3 separate regions of the Sus scrofa genome follow, and regions 1 and 3 are each linked to region 2. Evidence: chromatin contacts called from public HiChIP or PLAC-seq and promoter capture Hi-C data. All regions are on one chromosome and are shown on one strand. Each heading gives the region's core, a stretch centred on a gene start, on an enhancer-like site or on the middle of the called end of the contact. The rest is flanking DNA. Distances are from core to core; before and after follow the strand shown. Region 1 overlaps PDLIM5 (PDZ and LIM domain protein 5). Region 2 holds the start of PDLIM5 (PDZ and LIM domain protein 5). Region 3 overlaps PDLIM5 (PDZ and LIM domain protein 5).

Evidence for each region. Promoter capture Hi-C pulls out the DNA fragments that hold promoters and counts their contacts. HiChIP or PLAC-seq counts read pairs in DNA pulled down with a chosen protein or histone mark.
Region 1: an H3K27ac HiChIP or PLAC-seq map of skeletal muscle shows a contact between it and region 2. The contact joins the enhancer-like site here to the promoter of PDLIM5 in region 2. A contact is called at or near these places in 9 of 47 Hi-C or Micro-C datasets (brain, embryonic fibroblasts, fetal liver and 4 more) and 2 of 2 datasets of contacts at active chromatin or transcription factors (alveolar macrophages and skeletal muscle).
Region 3: a promoter capture Hi-C map of liver shows a contact between it and region 2, with 4 times the contacts expected there. The contact joins the enhancer-like site here to the promoter of PDLIM5 in region 2. A contact is called at or near these places in 2 of 5 promoter capture datasets (both in liver), 6 of 47 Hi-C or Micro-C datasets (fetal heart ventricle, fibroblasts, liver and 1 more) and 2 of 2 datasets of contacts at active chromatin or transcription factors (alveolar macrophages and skeletal muscle).

Annotation. Positions count from the first base shown.
Region 1 is chr8:125,141,393-125,144,092 of Sscrofa11.1, forward strand. The region is part of intron 3 of PDLIM5 (PDZ and LIM domain protein 5); the gene reads right to left. Among named protein-coding and RNA genes, the nearest start is that of PDLIM5, 120 kb to the right of the region's middle. Within about 2 kb of position 1,384, at least 1 of the 83 cell types and tissues checked has an H3K27ac peak or open chromatin away from gene starts, as enhancers often do. A contact at or near this core is called in skeletal muscle, where this site is marked.
Region 2 is chr8:125,258,547-125,261,434 of Sscrofa11.1, forward strand. It overlaps PDLIM5 (PDZ and LIM domain protein 5), which reads right to left and starts at 1,423. Exons shown (of 18, transcript XM_021101756.1): 1 at 1,294-1,423.
Region 3 is chr8:125,163,268-125,165,967 of Sscrofa11.1, forward strand. The region is part of intron 3 of PDLIM5 (PDZ and LIM domain protein 5); the gene reads right to left. Among named protein-coding and RNA genes, the nearest start is that of PDLIM5, 95 kb to the right of the region's middle. Within about 2 kb of position 1,359, at least 25 of the 83 cell types and tissues checked have an H3K27ac peak or open chromatin away from gene starts, as enhancers often do. A contact at or near this core is called in liver, where this site is marked.

The DNA.
Region 1 (2,700 bases), core at 134-2,633, 120 kb before region 2:
TACACAAAGCATTGCTTAAATTTCTGAAATAAAGTCTGGAAATGTTAATTAACTTGGACCACTAAGAAGTTTAATTTTCACATTATCCTCTCTCCATCTCATCCAGCAGGAGCCAGCAAATTAACAAATGTTTCTTCATCTCATGACATGCTATTTTATTTTCTATGGTTGGTGTTCCCCAATTCAATGCCATTAAGATCTTCAGAAATGCACACCGAATACTACTAATTTTAATGGAGGAGGCAGATAATAAGCCAATAAATAAGATAGTTTTATATAGTGATAAGTGCAAAATTTCCCATTATTCTACTTGATTTTAGATGAAAGAAATTTATTTTTTTTTTTACGTACATTTATTTCTACAAGAACATTTTTATCAGGGAAGAAAGTTTCCTCTGTCCATTGTGTCTCATGTCCACACTCAAAATAACCTCAAAATCATTTAAGGAAAAAAAGGTGCACTTTTCAAATTAGTATTTATAAAATAATTTCTATCAAAAAGAATGTTATAGAGATTATATAGCATTTTAGATGTATTCGAGGTTATATAAAGGGAATTTCAAAGTTCAGGATAATTCCTTCTTCTCGTAAGTAAAATTCTTTCAGAGTGAATATACTGTTTCAATCAAAAATTTCATACAAGGAGACCCATTGTTAAGAAATGGCAGACTTGGGAGTTCCCTGGTGCTCTAGTGGTTAGGACCTGGTACTTTCAACACTGTGGCCTGGGTTCAATCCCTGGTCTGGGAACTGAGACCCTCTATCAAGCTGCTGCACGCCACAGACAAAAAAAACACAACAAACAAACAAAAAACTGGCAGTCTCTACTGTAAAGGGTCAGAAAGCCAGTATTTTAGACTTCCGGGTCACAAGATCTAGGCTCACTACTCTGCTCTGCCATGATAGCAAGAAAGATGATGGAGTCAAAATGTAGTGAGCATGACTGTGTTCCAATAAACCTTTTTTTTTTTTTTTTTTTTTTTTTTTTAATAAAAACCAGGTGGGGAATAGATTTTTGGCCTGTAGGTCAGAGTTTGCCAACCCCTAGTCTATTGCATGGTTTTGACTATAACAAACATTCCAGGACCACAGCTCTTTTGGAATCTAAACCTCATCATCACTCTGCATAATGGAAATTACAATTTGTTCAGACACTGACAGGCAAAAGAAATGAGAGTGGGGCTTCTCATTATTCCTCCTGTGGTTGCAGGACACTAGCTTTCAATCCCTCTTAACTCCTCTACCTCATCTTTCACACTCTGAGACCGAATGATCCATCAAAACTTCCAAACCACCCATTCAAACAAAATTCACACCAGAGGGCGCTGACACTGAAGCTTGGTAAAGGGACAGGTTTAATATTATTGGATTAAGGGTGACATTTTAAGCTCTATTTTTAACTGTGCTACTCGGCACCTCAGTTCCTTTGCTAATATATGGTAAAGGCTACTAAAAATCTCTCTCGCCTCTGCTCCTACATACTATAAATGAAACTATTAGTGATGTATTTTCTTTTTTTTTTTTTTTTTACTTCTAGAAGAACTAAAATGGATGCACCATGCTTTCTGTAAGAGAAGCTGAAAAGCATAACTTCCTTCTTTCCCATTCTTTTCTGCCAAAAGAAAAGACATGGATTATAACACTTTTGGGATTGATATAAACATGTGCTCTATTACAGAGATGCATTATTTCAAAGCCTACTATATATCTTCTTTAGGGCATGATGTTAATTTCCTCTTTCTTTCTCTTTCTTTCTTTCTTTCTTTCTTTCTTTTTTTCTTTCTTTCTTTCTTTCCTTTCCTTTCCTTCCTTCCTTCCTTCCTTCCTTCCTTCCTTCCTTCTTTCTTTCTTCCTTTCCTTCCTTCCTTCCTTCCTTCCTTCTTTCTTTCTTTCCTTCTTTCTATTTTTTGGTCTTTTCTAGGGCCGCACCTGTGGTGGCATATGGAGGTTTCCAGGCTAGGGGTCTAATCAGAGCTGTAGCCTATGCCACAGCCACAGCAATGCCAGATCTGTGACCTACATCGCAGCTCATGGCAACACCAGATCCTTAACCCACTGAGTGAGGCCAGGGATTGAACCTGTGTCCTCATGGATACTAGTCAGATTCATTTCCGCTGAGCCGCAATGTGAAGTCGGATAATTACTTCTGTTTAATATGTCTTCTCTTCCAGCTCCAACCAGGTAGAGTGAAAAAAAAAAATATGATCAATATAGCACTTTATTACTAATAAGAAACTAACAGGATTTGCAAAGCAGATAATCTGCCTTTGAAAAATTAGGTGTTCCATTTGTATATATCTACATTTTTGTGGCTCTTCCATGATGTTATCAAAAAGCCCTTGAACAATAAATGTGGTCAAAATTCATACTAAGAGGAGTTCCCGTCGTGGCGCAGTGGTTAACGAATCCGACTAGGAACCATGAGGTTGCGGGTTCGGTCCCTGCCCTTGCTCGGTGGGTTAACGATCTGGCGTTGCGTGAGCTGTGGTGTAGGTTGCAGACGCGGCTCGGATCCCGCATTGCTGTGGCTCTGGCATAGGCCGGTGGCTACAGCTCCGATTGGACCCCTAGCCTGGGAACCTCCATATGCCGCGGGAGTGGCCCAAGAAATAGCAACAACAACAAAAGACAAAAAAAAAAAAAAAAAAATTCATACTAAGAGAGTAGGTATCAATAACAAACCATATGCACAACTGGATT
Region 2 (2,888 bases), core at 173-2,672:
AGCAACGGTAACATTATTGGCCTTTTCCAGGTGTCTCTCCTCTGGTTATTAATGCCCAAAGTCTGCCTAAAATACCAAGCAGGCAGGAAATAGCAAGCAGCCTCTCCGCTTTCAAACATGTAGAAAATGTTGGAACTTCTGTATGGTGCTGGATTTCCTTTAGGGAAAGTCCGAACGATGTCTTCACTCAAGTACTTGGGAAGGAAGCTTGGTATTTCCCACACTTCTATCTAAGCTTCTTTGGTGGGTGGGAAGAGGGAAAGGAAAACTCCTGATGAATTGCTGGGAGTGACAAGAAGAGTCTGCAATTAAAGCAGTATCTTGAGATTCTTTTTCCGCAGACTCAGAGACTGCGGAGATAGAGTGAAAGAACTAAAGCCACAGGCACTGGATGAAAGCAGGCGACGAGACAGTTTGCCAGCGGAGAGGTTCACGCCTAGCCCTGTTTGCCAAATAAGGTTCCCGAGCCGGCTGTTTCCGAGGCCAGGCGGGTTGCGATGTCCTCGTGGTCAGGAAGGCGGACTTGGGATAGGATCTGGCGATCACACCCTAGACCTGCCCTGCCCAGCGCAGCCACGAATTTTCTTTCCAAGCTCTGCCCTGTCCATACGCCCTTCCTTTTTCCACTTATTGTCAAACGAACCGAAGGCACAGCCTTTAAAAAGCCCCAACAAGTACGCAAGTACTAATAAATCCGGCGTTCACGGCAGATTTGTTTTTTTAAAAAAGCTTTTATTTCTGGACGCACGGAAGTTTCCCCCTAACAGGTTACACAATCCTAAATATGCGGGGGAAATACACGCTTCTCGGCGTGAGAGCAAATAAAAAAAAATGCACACGCCATTCCCGTTTAGCCCCGCTTCCCACCCACACCGCCCGGAGATTCGCACAGGACGATTGTGCCCCGGGACGCCTAGGTGGGTGCCCGGCGGCGCCCCGCAGCCGGATCGCAGGTCGGTGCGGGGGTGCCCGGGGAGCCCCTCCGCGCTCGCGCTCGCCACGCCGGGCGCCCGGGTCCCGCGTCCCTGCCTCCGCCGCGCTCGTGCCGGCCCTCCCGGGCTCCGGTGCCCGTCCTCTGGCCTGGCGCCCACTCCCGCGCCGCCTTTTCCAGGGCGCTTCTCCTCCCAAGCCGTTGGGCGTCCAGCAAACACCTGAGAAACCTCCCAGCGCTCAGCGCGCCTCTCCTCTCCCCTAGCTGAGCGTCCACCCAAGCGCTCGGCGCACGGCCACCCCTTCTTTCCCTCCTTCCTACCGGGGATCGCAGACGTACATCCCCGGCGGACGGCAACTCACCTCGGGGCCGCAGCGGCTCTGCCTCCGCCTCAGACGAGAGCTGACAAGTGACTCCGTTGCGTGCGCCTTCCCCGCCGCCCGCGGGAACTTCCGCCTCCTGGCTCCTCCCACCCGCCCCGCCCCCGCGCCAGGACACGCCCCCTCGGCTCCCGGCCACGCCCTCGGGCCGGGCAGGGCTGCGCCGCGCTGGGAGCAGGCTGCTTGCGGCGGCGCCCAGCTCGCGGGCTTGCTGGGGCGAGCTGAAGCCGTCGCGGAAAAACAATTGCACTACCTAGTTTCGGTGGGAGTAGTCTTAGGGGATTTTTGTCCGCCCCGCCTGAATGTTTTGTACTGGAAGCATTTCTCTCTCCAGAAACTGAATTGGCAAGCAGTTGCTTTGGCTAAAAATAGGAGAGGGCTTTTGATAAATCCCTATCAGTATGCAAGTTCCGCGGCTACTGCCTGGTTTTTTTGAGAGAGCTTTGTGTGCCCTAAGAAGTGAAGACCCTGAAGTTTACTGAGCAGGAAGGTGAAAATCAGTCACTTTAATATTAGAAGTTAGGTCCTCTGATCAAACCAGAAGATCGAGATACAGAGCAGCTGCCCAAAGTGGTTCAACCACTATAACCTCAACTTACTTTTCTAAGTCCAGCTCAGTGGTTCAGTTTCCAGTTTGTAGAAGATTGTTTGATTTAGCTCAAGGAATTTATTCACAAGTAAATTTGAATAGTGGCCATATGGAAAGTAACTTTTTGGCTTCTTCAAAACTGTGAATTGCCTTATAAAACGTGAAAAAGACAATTCTTAACCAAGTGACATGTAAAGCACGGATCACGAGGTCCATGAATACACTAGAAGGACAAACGAAATTCTAGAGAAGATGCAGTCCAAAACGGTAGCCGCTAGTGAACATTTGAAACATGGCTACTGTGACTGAGACCCTGAATTGTTTGTTTTACACAAGTTTGCTTTAAATTAAAAACTGAAGCAGGGTAACATGCTTATGTTAAACACAAATTATTTGGGTAGGACTACATTTGACTTAATCATTGAAAATTTAGTGCCCAAATTGAGCTGTAATGAAAGTGTAAAAATGCACACTGGATTTTGAAGACTTGGTATAAAAAAATACAATGTAAAATACATCAATAATTTTAAACTGATTGCATGTTGAAAGGATAAGAATTTTTTAGTGTTTGGTTAAACATATAATTAAAATTAGTTTTGCCTGTTTTTTGAATATGACACTAAGACGTTTTAAATTACCTATGTCGACAGGCATGATGTTTTCATTGGACGGTGCTAGTCCATAGTTTTCATCACATTCTCCAGAAGACTGTTGGAAGGAAGGTTAAATATGTGTTAAAATATGTTGTCATATTTGACTTTTCACTCCCCAAATAAATAAATAATTAAATAAATAATAACAATAGCTTCCATTTATAAATGGACAATGTGCTACACAGTGTAGGGATCCTTACGGTAACTTTGGGAGACAAATCTCATCCCATCCATAGTCAACAAAATTGAGGTTGCAAGAGATTACAGCTTGTGACAGTTGCATAGGGCAATGGCCAGAATTACCCTCTAAGAGTCCCATGTCTGCTTCTCCTCTC
Region 3 (2,700 bases), core at 109-2,608, 95 kb before region 2:
AAACACAGTACTAGCATGCAAATCAAGGAACAACATTAACTCTGCATACAGTGTCCTAAACCTTAAGACAGAGCAAATATGCATAAAATGGATGTTTCCTGCAAAAAAAAAAAAAAAAAAAAAAAAATTCATGGAAACCAAGGATGTACGAAACTAGGAAGAGTAGCCAAATAAAGTAAAACATGAATCAGAGGACAAAGTGACCATCGTTATGGATTTAGTACCGTCAATGGCTTTTTCAGCTCCCAGAAATACTGCCTAGGCAATAGGACATCTGAGATTAGGTGAAATATTTGTTAGTCAGGTACTCATGTATATAAGGAAGAAACTGAGACAGAATAGGAAGTCTGGCCAGGCCCAGGACCTCAAATCACCACTGGCAGGGGGACTGCACAGCACAGTGGTGAGCTGAGAAAGACTGGGTGAACTCTAGTAGGCTTAGGGGGAAGTGGGTGTGCCCTGAAGAAGATTAGATGAATTCCTAACATGCTTCTAAAGCCAATAATGTGACTCACAGGGAGTAAACAGTCACTTCATATCTGATGTCTTTTGGTTCACCCCTTTATTTCCATTCTTATCTTCTCCTGGAAGAATGTCACAAACACAGCTCAAGTCCTTATCTCCTCCAATGTTGAGAACCGGGTGTATAAGAACTGTTTCCACTGAAGCTACCAAAACATAGGTATTGCCCCTCGGACTGCCCATTTCAGTCCTCTAAAGGGGAAGGCAGAGTGAAAGCATCAGTCCACCCTACACCTATCTTCCCGGTGGTAAATGAAATTACGTTCAATGGAAGGTTCTCCCTTCTAGTTGCAAAGCCTTTTTTATGCAAATATCAGGACAAAGGAATTTCAAAGAAAAGGCTCAGGGTTCGCAATGAATGCTGGATAGCAATTCAGTGGAGCAGTAAGGCACAGGCTCTCCTGGATGGGCTCTCATTCAAATCCCGAATGAGCCACTGATGAGTAACCTTGTGCAAGTTACTCAAAATTCCATTTCTTCATCCTAAAAAAACAAACCCAAAAGAAAGCACTCTTATACACAAAGGAGAAAATGTGAAGAACGAAGGGTGCAGCAGACAGCAAGAAGACCAGGGCAAGACCAGACTCCGACAAAGATCAGAGGTCTTAAAAAACTGGCACCCTAAGTGACTGAGAGTCAGATACATCGACTGTGCTAATGGCAAGAGGTGGGAGGGTGAGAGATGGGATGATATGGATGGGAATGAGCTTCTTGGTAATAAAGACAGTCAGCAACAGAACGATCATTCAATAGCACTGAACTTCCCAGGAGTGAGAAGAGCTGCCAAAACCCTGATACGTATCCCAACCATAGCCCTTAGTGACGCTGATGCAGAAAATCTCTACGGTGTTTGCAGAAGTACAGTCACCCACAACGAGTGCTAGTGAGCCACAAAGAAGGCCCACCAACCAAGCTGAGGGGAAGCTTGGAAGGGACTTTTAATTTCCCTTTGGGGCAGTAGACGGTGATAAAATAAATCGGTCAGATCTCCTATCTCCTGCAATCTATACAGTGACAGTCAGATCGGTATAAGTAATTCCACACTAGGAAGGCAAAGCATGGTAGGCAGAACAATGGTTCAAATGTCTCTAATCCTAACCTTCCAGAACCATCAATAATGTTAAATTACATGGCAATGGAGAGGTAAGGACCCTTAGAGTGGAATTAAAGCTGTTAATCAGATGATCTCAAAATAGGGAGATTATCTTGGATTATCCGGTGGGCCAACATAAAGACAGCAGTCCTCAACTATGGAAGAGGGAAGGCAGAAGAATGTGCGGTGAGAGCCTCTGTAACATTCGACGCCTTTGAGGATGGAAAAAATGGGAGCCAAAGCAAGCAGGAAGTCTCCAGAAGATGCAAAAAGAGATCACACTTGCCTCAGAGCCCCAGAAAGGAAGGCAAGCCTGCCAACCCCTTAATTTTTAGCTCAGTGAGACCCATTTTGGACTGCTAATCTCCACAATTTTAAGATAAATCTGTGGTTTTTTTTCAGCCAGTAAGTTTGTGGTAATTTGTTACAGCTACAATAAGAAACTAATACACAAAGAAATAATTCTTGAAAGACTTTCATGGAAATGTTAATAGTAAACATTTAAAAAGAACTAATGTATTTAATTCCAATTTATCGAAAAAATTCAGATAAGAATTAGCTATGCCCTTAGATTTGGAAGATAACTGAAGTTTTACCACTAACTCCGTTTTTATTTTTATTTTATCTTTGCTTTTTAGGGCTACAGGCGTGGCATATGGAGGTTCCCAGGCTAGGGGTTGAATAGGAGCTGCAGCTGCCTGCCTATGCCACAGCCACAGCAACGCCAGATCCGAGCCACATCTGAGACCTATGCCACAGGTCACAGCAACGCCGGATCCTTAACCCACTGAGCAAGGCCAGGGATCAAACCCGCAACCTCATGGTTCCTAGTCAGATTCATTTCTGCTGCGCCACAACAGGAATGCCTATCACTAACTTTAGAGAAATGTTTTTTTTTCCCCTTAAGCATAAAATTACTAATTTTACTAACTGCAAACCAAATGTTCTGATGCTAATTAAGATAACCACAACATAAACCAGATGAAATTTCTAATACCTTAAATCCATCACATATTTAGATTTGAAAAAGGAAGGGCCTGTTGCCAAAAGGAATCCTAGGGTTGAATCTATTAAGTAAAAATTAT